Linked DNA regions of Zea mays: region 1 is linked to region 2. Evidence: chromatin contacts called from public Hi-C data. All regions are on one chromosome and are shown on one strand. The core of a region is the stretch at or near the end of the contact, and the rest is flanking DNA. Distances in the headings are between cores, read along the strand shown.

Region 1 (3,214 bases), core at 513-3,012, 140 kb before region 2:
GTTGTCAATTACAAAGTTTCATTACATTTCAATACCTACGACTTTTATTTTGGTGGTTTTTCCATCCGAGATAGTTTGAAAAATTCAAATTTCAAAATTCAAACATAGTTTTGCATAACAAGATGATTTCAAACCAAAACATTGTCAACTACAAAGTTTCATAACTCTTCAATACCTACAACTTTTATGCTGGTGGTTTTTTCTTTCGAGATCGTTTTTAAAATTCAAATTTTAAATTTTTTAAATTCAAAATTAGTTTCGTTGACAATATGACTTCAAATGAAAAAGTTATCAACTACAAACTTCTATAACATCTCAAGATCTACAAAGTTTATTTTGGTTGTTTGGTCATTTGTTTATCTCACATGATGGTTCTAACAATATGCACAAATTCTATACGTCTCTCTCGTAGTTTAATAAACTACGAGAGAGATAGGTTTTATGAACAAATTTATTTTTATTTTATCATATGAAGAAATGTTTAATATATAAATTGTACATCATGATGAATTATATAAATTTGTAGTTGAAAACTTTTTCATTTGAATTAATTTACTGCTTTAAAATACGATTTTTAAATTGTTTTTACCTAGTGTTGGAAAAAACACTATGCAAAGAGCTCTTTGCCGAGATTTGTATTTATGACACTCGGTAAAGAGCCTTTTGCCGAGTGTCAAAAAAATACACTCGGTAAAGAAACTCTTTGTCGAGTGTCAAAAATAAAACACTCAGCAAATAGTTTCTTCGCCCGAGTGTTTTCTTTTACCGAGGATTTTTTGCGTGGCACTCGGCAAAAAGTTTATTTGCCGAGTGCCCGAAAAAAACACTCGGTAAAGAATACGGCACTCTGCAAAGTGTCAAATTCCGGTAGGGATGGCACATGCATTGTATATCATGACCGGTGCTTGGCCTCAACAAATAAACTGCTCCTGCTTTAATTTTACAGAATTGGTACTCTTTATAGCGGGTAAATAAAGGCGTTGCAGAAGTACTGCAATGCAAAAAAAAAAAAATTGGCGGCAGTCAGAGGAATCTAATCAAAGCTCCAAGAGAGGAGGGAGATTTCTTTGAGCGAATGATGGCTCGTATAGGTCGTAGCTGGAACCCGGAGAGGCTGGAGCACATTTCACAACTGGGGTTCCGGGGCAGAGTTTTTTTTTCTTCCGTTTGTCGTTTCACAAGGACAAGCAAGGAGCCGCATTTATTACAGGCTCCGGCTCCGAGGGCTTGCCCCCGCGGGTGGGCCCGTACCGTCACCATTCGTATGGACAGGTGCGGCCCCCACCTCTTTAGGGTTCGTCCTTTGAATGCTGGACGCCCTAGATATGTCCTGTGCGGCTGTGCGCCCGTCACGGAGCCAAGGGCGCCCCGAGCGGCCGCGCCCCCGGGCCTTGGTCCTTGGACTCTCAGGCGGGACCCTGGCCGTGTCCACCGCGCATCCGGCGACGGCCGTCGACGGGGGGCAGCGAGGACACCGACACCGTTTGTTTGCACTATACAAACGGAGGCCAGGGCGGGGCCTGCCAAGCTGCCGCCATTGCTTTCACCCACCCCAAGCCACCGCTTCCACTCGATCGAGAGAGAGAGGGAAGTGACGGAAAAAATATTTTTTTACCTTAGTGATGTCGCCTCTCACCTCAGTGTCCTTGTCATCCCTTTCACCTAAGCCCTAAACAGTACCGCGTCTCCGGAGTCTCTGTTCCCGTCTCCCAGTTGCTCCGTAGATCTCCCTTTTTTAGGCCAAACAATCCAGCCACCACCACGCCTGCACATCCCCACTCCTAAAAATAGTAGCCGGCGGCATGCAAATACGATACCCCACGCCTTCTTCCCGTTCATGATATGGAGCTCTCCTCCTCAGATCAATAATGGGCCTATATATGAGACGCACGAGCAACGCCAGTTAGCAACCAGCCACCACTACCAACCCTCCAGTCTCAGTCTCCGTCTCCTGCTGAGCAACAAGGGTATGTATGCACCTGTAAGGCTGTAACTTAAGCTACTCTCCAAGTCCAAGCAAGTTCCTTTTTTTTCCTCATCTCTTCTCCTTGCGGAATCTCGAGCCAGCTTCAGCAGTTCAGAGATTCTGCTGGAGCCTGGAGGAAGCTTCTCTACCCACCACTCCGACGCGGCCGCCGTCGACGAGATCAGCCGCGCCGTCGCCACCAAAGGTACACACTTGCTTGTTGGGAGCGCGCGCGCCAATGACTGGATGCTGCCCCCTCCAAGAAATTACTGTAGAATCCATTCCCCACATGTAATTTTACTGAGCTCATATCATACACTAATCTTGCTCTGAAAAATAATGTTTCTTGCAAGTATCCTTTTCCTTTATGCATAAATATGAAAAATGCATCGCCTTCACACTCACATGCATGGACAATTGGACAGGCAAAAGAAGAGATCGAGCTCGAGGCTCGAGCTCGAGCAGGCAGCAGGGAGGGGGCACCCAGATATATAGATCCCCCAAAAGGTGCATGTAATCATCGGCTGCGTCGTCACGTCAGTCGTTCATGTGTTTGTATCTGATTCGTGGATGCCAGATTAATTGATGGACCTGTCCCCGAACCCCGAGAGCCCGGGAAGCGGTGGTGATGGCGGCGGTGGCGGAGGCGGAGCCGGGGGATCGAGCAGCGGCGGGGCGTCTCCGTCGGCGGGCTTCGGCACGCCGCAGACGCCGAGCCGGTACGAGGCGCAGAAGCGGCGGGACTGGAACACGTTCGGGCAGTACCTGCGGAACCACCGGCCGCCGCTGAGCCTGGCGCAGTGCAGCGGTGCGCACGTGCTGGAGTTCCTGCGCTACCTGGACCAGTTCGGCAAGACCAAGGTGCACACGCCGGCGTGCCCCTTCTTCGGCCACCCGAACCCGCCCGCGCCGTGCCCCTGCCCGCTGCGCCAGGCCTGGGGTAGCCTCGACGCGCTGGTGGGCCGCCTCCGCGCTGCCTTCGAGGAGAACGGGGGCCGCCCGGAGTCCAACCCCTTCGCGGCGCGCGCCGTCCGCCTCTACCTCCGCGAGGTCCGCGAGCACCAGGCCCGCGCGCGCGGCGTCAGCTACGAGAAGAAGAAGCGCAAGAAGGCGCAGCGGCCGGCTGATCACGCCAGCGGCAGTGGAGGCGGCCAAGGACCTCACCACCCGCCGCCCGCCGGCGCGTCGGGCTGAGGAACCCATGGTATGCCGGCCGGACTGAGCATATTTTATGTAGTTTCGATCGAT
Region 2 (3,173 bases), core at 416-2,915:
GCAGCGATTGCCATTGCTCAATTCAGACTTGAGAGATAGAACTGATAAATGCTGGCACATATAATTGGTCCATGTGTAATATATCTTTATCAGTGCATGCAACGTACTCCTAGTTTGGAGGTGAGGCCGTCCGCCAATTATCGTACTGTACTCGTCCGATCCGTAGCCATATATTGGAGCGCTAGTGTGCTAGTAGGTGGTGGCTCGGGCACGAGGGGGGGGAACTAGCGTGGAACCAATTATTTGTGCAGCGCAGGGAAGCAGGCAGTCAAATATGGCTGGCCCACAGTCTGTGCCTTGCTGGCTGCTTTTACGCTCCTCGTACGAACTACTGTAGTACTGTACGTGCGTGTGTCTGTCTGGCGCCGCCTGTGCATGGGCATGGCCGATCTATCTATCCGCGCGCCTGTGCTGGTCGAGGTCGAGGACGCCGTCCTTGCACTGATGCTTTGCAGTCGCAGTCGCACTCGCGCACAAGGAGCAATTAACTAATAATAATAATAACGCGTTGTGAACAGGCCGAAATCTCGGCCCATCATCAAGTCTAGATTATGTGCTAATATAAGTGGGCTGTGGGAACAGCATCGGTCGCGCAGGACGGGGACGTTCTTGAGATGGGGACGACAGGATCAGACGTTTCTTCACGTGCTGGTGTTTTGTTGCAAGCTGATTGAAGTCGACGACGCACGCAATCCACAATGAATGATTGCGAGCGAATAAGCTGGCGGTGTCCCCGGCCGCGCGCGGCATGCACCTAACGCCGTCACCCGTGTTAATTAATATATTAGAGCGAGATTATATTGAGCAGTTATATACTTATATATATTATATATATATTGGTTATAAGTAAGCGCAGCTGGACGGACGATTATACATACTGGCAATATCTGAACCCGTGTTAATTAGGTTAGTTACGTGTATAGGCTATAGAGCAATGTGTAATGCTGTACGTAACATGCACGCACGGCGTAGTACGTACCCTTGGCGGCGAATGCGGGGTGTCGAGGCGGAACTCGTGCATGACCCAGCCGGACTTGACGCCGTTGGGGGCCCTGCCCCGGTAGAAGACGAGCGTCTTGCGCATGCCGACGACGACGGCGGTGGCGCTGCTGCTGCTGCGCACCTCGCGGTCCTTGCCCGTGGCCTTCCAGTAGCCCGTCCTGGTGGCGCGGTTGGTGCGCGACCCCGTGGCGTACTTGCGGTCCCGGAAGCTGAAGAAGTACCACTCGGTGGCCGTCAGCTTCGCCACCTCTGCACGCGCACCGCACCGACGACCCACCAGTTAATTAGACGCATGCACCACGACGACGACGATGATCATATCGATCAAGCTAGCTAGCTAGTTCACTTCACACACGTACGTACGAACTGACCTGGGAGCTCCCACGGCTCGCGGGCGTGCAGGTCCACCTCGACGAGCGTCCCCTGCGCGATGCGCTCGTTGGCCACCTTCTTGTGGAGGTAGTGGCACACCAGCTCCTCGTCGCTCGGGTAGAACCTGAACCCCGGTGGCAGCGTCGACTCGATCTCCCTCAATGCCATCGCTCGCTAGCTAGCTAGCTGGAAGCCTGGAGGTCGATCGAAGAGACACGCCTCTTCGATCAGTACGCAGCGCCTGGAGCCCTGGACTCTATCCGACTCGATGATTCTCTCCGAACAAAGGCGGTATACAACAAGTATGTGTGTGACCGGAGTTGGTCGCGAGGGAACTCCGTTATATAGAGGAGGCTACTTGGCTCTAGCTACTTGGCTCTAGCTACTTGGCTCTATCTGCTGAGGCAACAAGTGAAACGAACCGATCTAGCTACTTGGCTCTAGCTAGCCCCTAGCTAGCTATAGGCGTACAGGTGGAAAGATTCCAAGCAACGCGCATCCGGTCATGCCGCCCGTGCTCCGATCGGATCCGATCCACCTGCTACACGGTGCATGCGCGAGATCACCATGAGATTGCTCGCCCCAACCGCCGGCAGCGTTCTTATTATTAGCCGCGTGACACGCGAGCCAAATCGATGTACACCTACTAGCCCTAGTACTTTTTGTCCGTGTAAAAGGTCTCTCGATCAGCTACTAGCTCTCCGATCCGGCCGGCCTTGACGTGCGGTCGTTTTACGTGTGCGCGTGCATGTTTCCGGGCGGAGGCAAGGCAAGGGCTGTTCGATTAGCTAGAGGTTTTGTTCGATTAGCTTCCAATTCATGTAGTTTGAATAAAATTAGGTCGATTTAAATTCTAATTAAATTAAACTTATTAATTTTTTTCAATTACATCTAATCTATAAATAAGGAGAATAATCGAACAAGACATTAATGACGTGGGAACCAGGGATCGCCATCAACTTGATTATTCCGCAATTGAGGTCGTTAATTAGCTATAGCTAGCGGCCGGGTGGATAGCTATACATCGTACGCGGCGATCGTGACGTGCGTGCGAGTTCCTACTCGTGCACGCCATATATATCAGCTATAGCTAGCTCGATCGCCTTCGGCCATCGTGCGAAGCTTTAATTTATTAGCTTTATAATTTTACTCAGCTGAAGATTAGCTATACGACTGTTTAAATCGTAGCTAAATATATTTCAGATCATTTTATCTAAACGGCGAATTAGTGTGGTCCTTTGGAATAAAGGATTGAGTTCCTAAATATTTTTTATAAAATTCCTAATTACGAAATATGGGTCTACTATTGTAGAGAGATTTTGTAGGATTTCTTACATGAGATCTAACCTCTTGGAAAATTTTCCTATACAATTGCAAGTGTCATGCAACTCTATTCCTGTATATATTTTTATGTTTTATCAATCCTACGTTCCAAATGATTAATATATATATATATATATTTCGGTCTTCAGGTAAAGTTTAGATATATATATATATATACCTGTCGTTGTAGCTAGAATCGTTTGGATCCTTACGCGCGTAGCAGTAGCTGATAAATCTAAACAGGGACAGCATTCACATGTGTTTGCATCTTGCATTGGACGGGCGTAAGTCGTTATAACAGGGTTCAAGCCACTTCGGCCATCAACATCATCAAAGAATTTCAAGTACTATTGTATATGGCATGGTCCAGAGAAAACGAATCATAAGCGTTGTCCCCTGACGCCATTGTGTTAGACGTCGCTAGCCTTACGTATAACATGTGGTTACGAGACGGTTTAGGTACCGTGTACTCATCT

What was found. A called contact is a pair of places that touch in the nucleus more often than the background predicts.
Region 1: a Hi-C map of ear shows a contact between it and region 2, with 6 times the contacts expected there. The contact joins the promoter of LOC100274783 here to the promoter of LOC100217205 in region 2. A contact is called at or near these places in 6 of 25 Hi-C or Micro-C datasets (ear, leaf, root tip and 2 more).

What each region holds. Positions count from the first base shown.
Region 1 is chr4:147,549,119-147,552,332 of Zm-B73-REFERENCE-NAM-5.0, reverse strand. LOC100274783 (putative protein of unknown function (DUF640) domain family protein) reads left to right here and starts at 1,762. Exons shown (of 3, transcript NM_001149066.1): 1 at 1,762-1,967; 2 at 2,068-2,171; 3 at 2,392-3,214. The coding sequence starts at 2,552. The coding sequence ends at 3,160.
Region 2 is chr4:147,413,365-147,416,537 of Zm-B73-REFERENCE-NAM-5.0, reverse strand. LOC100217205 reads right to left here and starts at 1,665. Exons shown (of 3, transcript NM_001143563.1): 1 at 1,374-1,665; 2 at 980-1,251. The coding sequence starts at 1,542.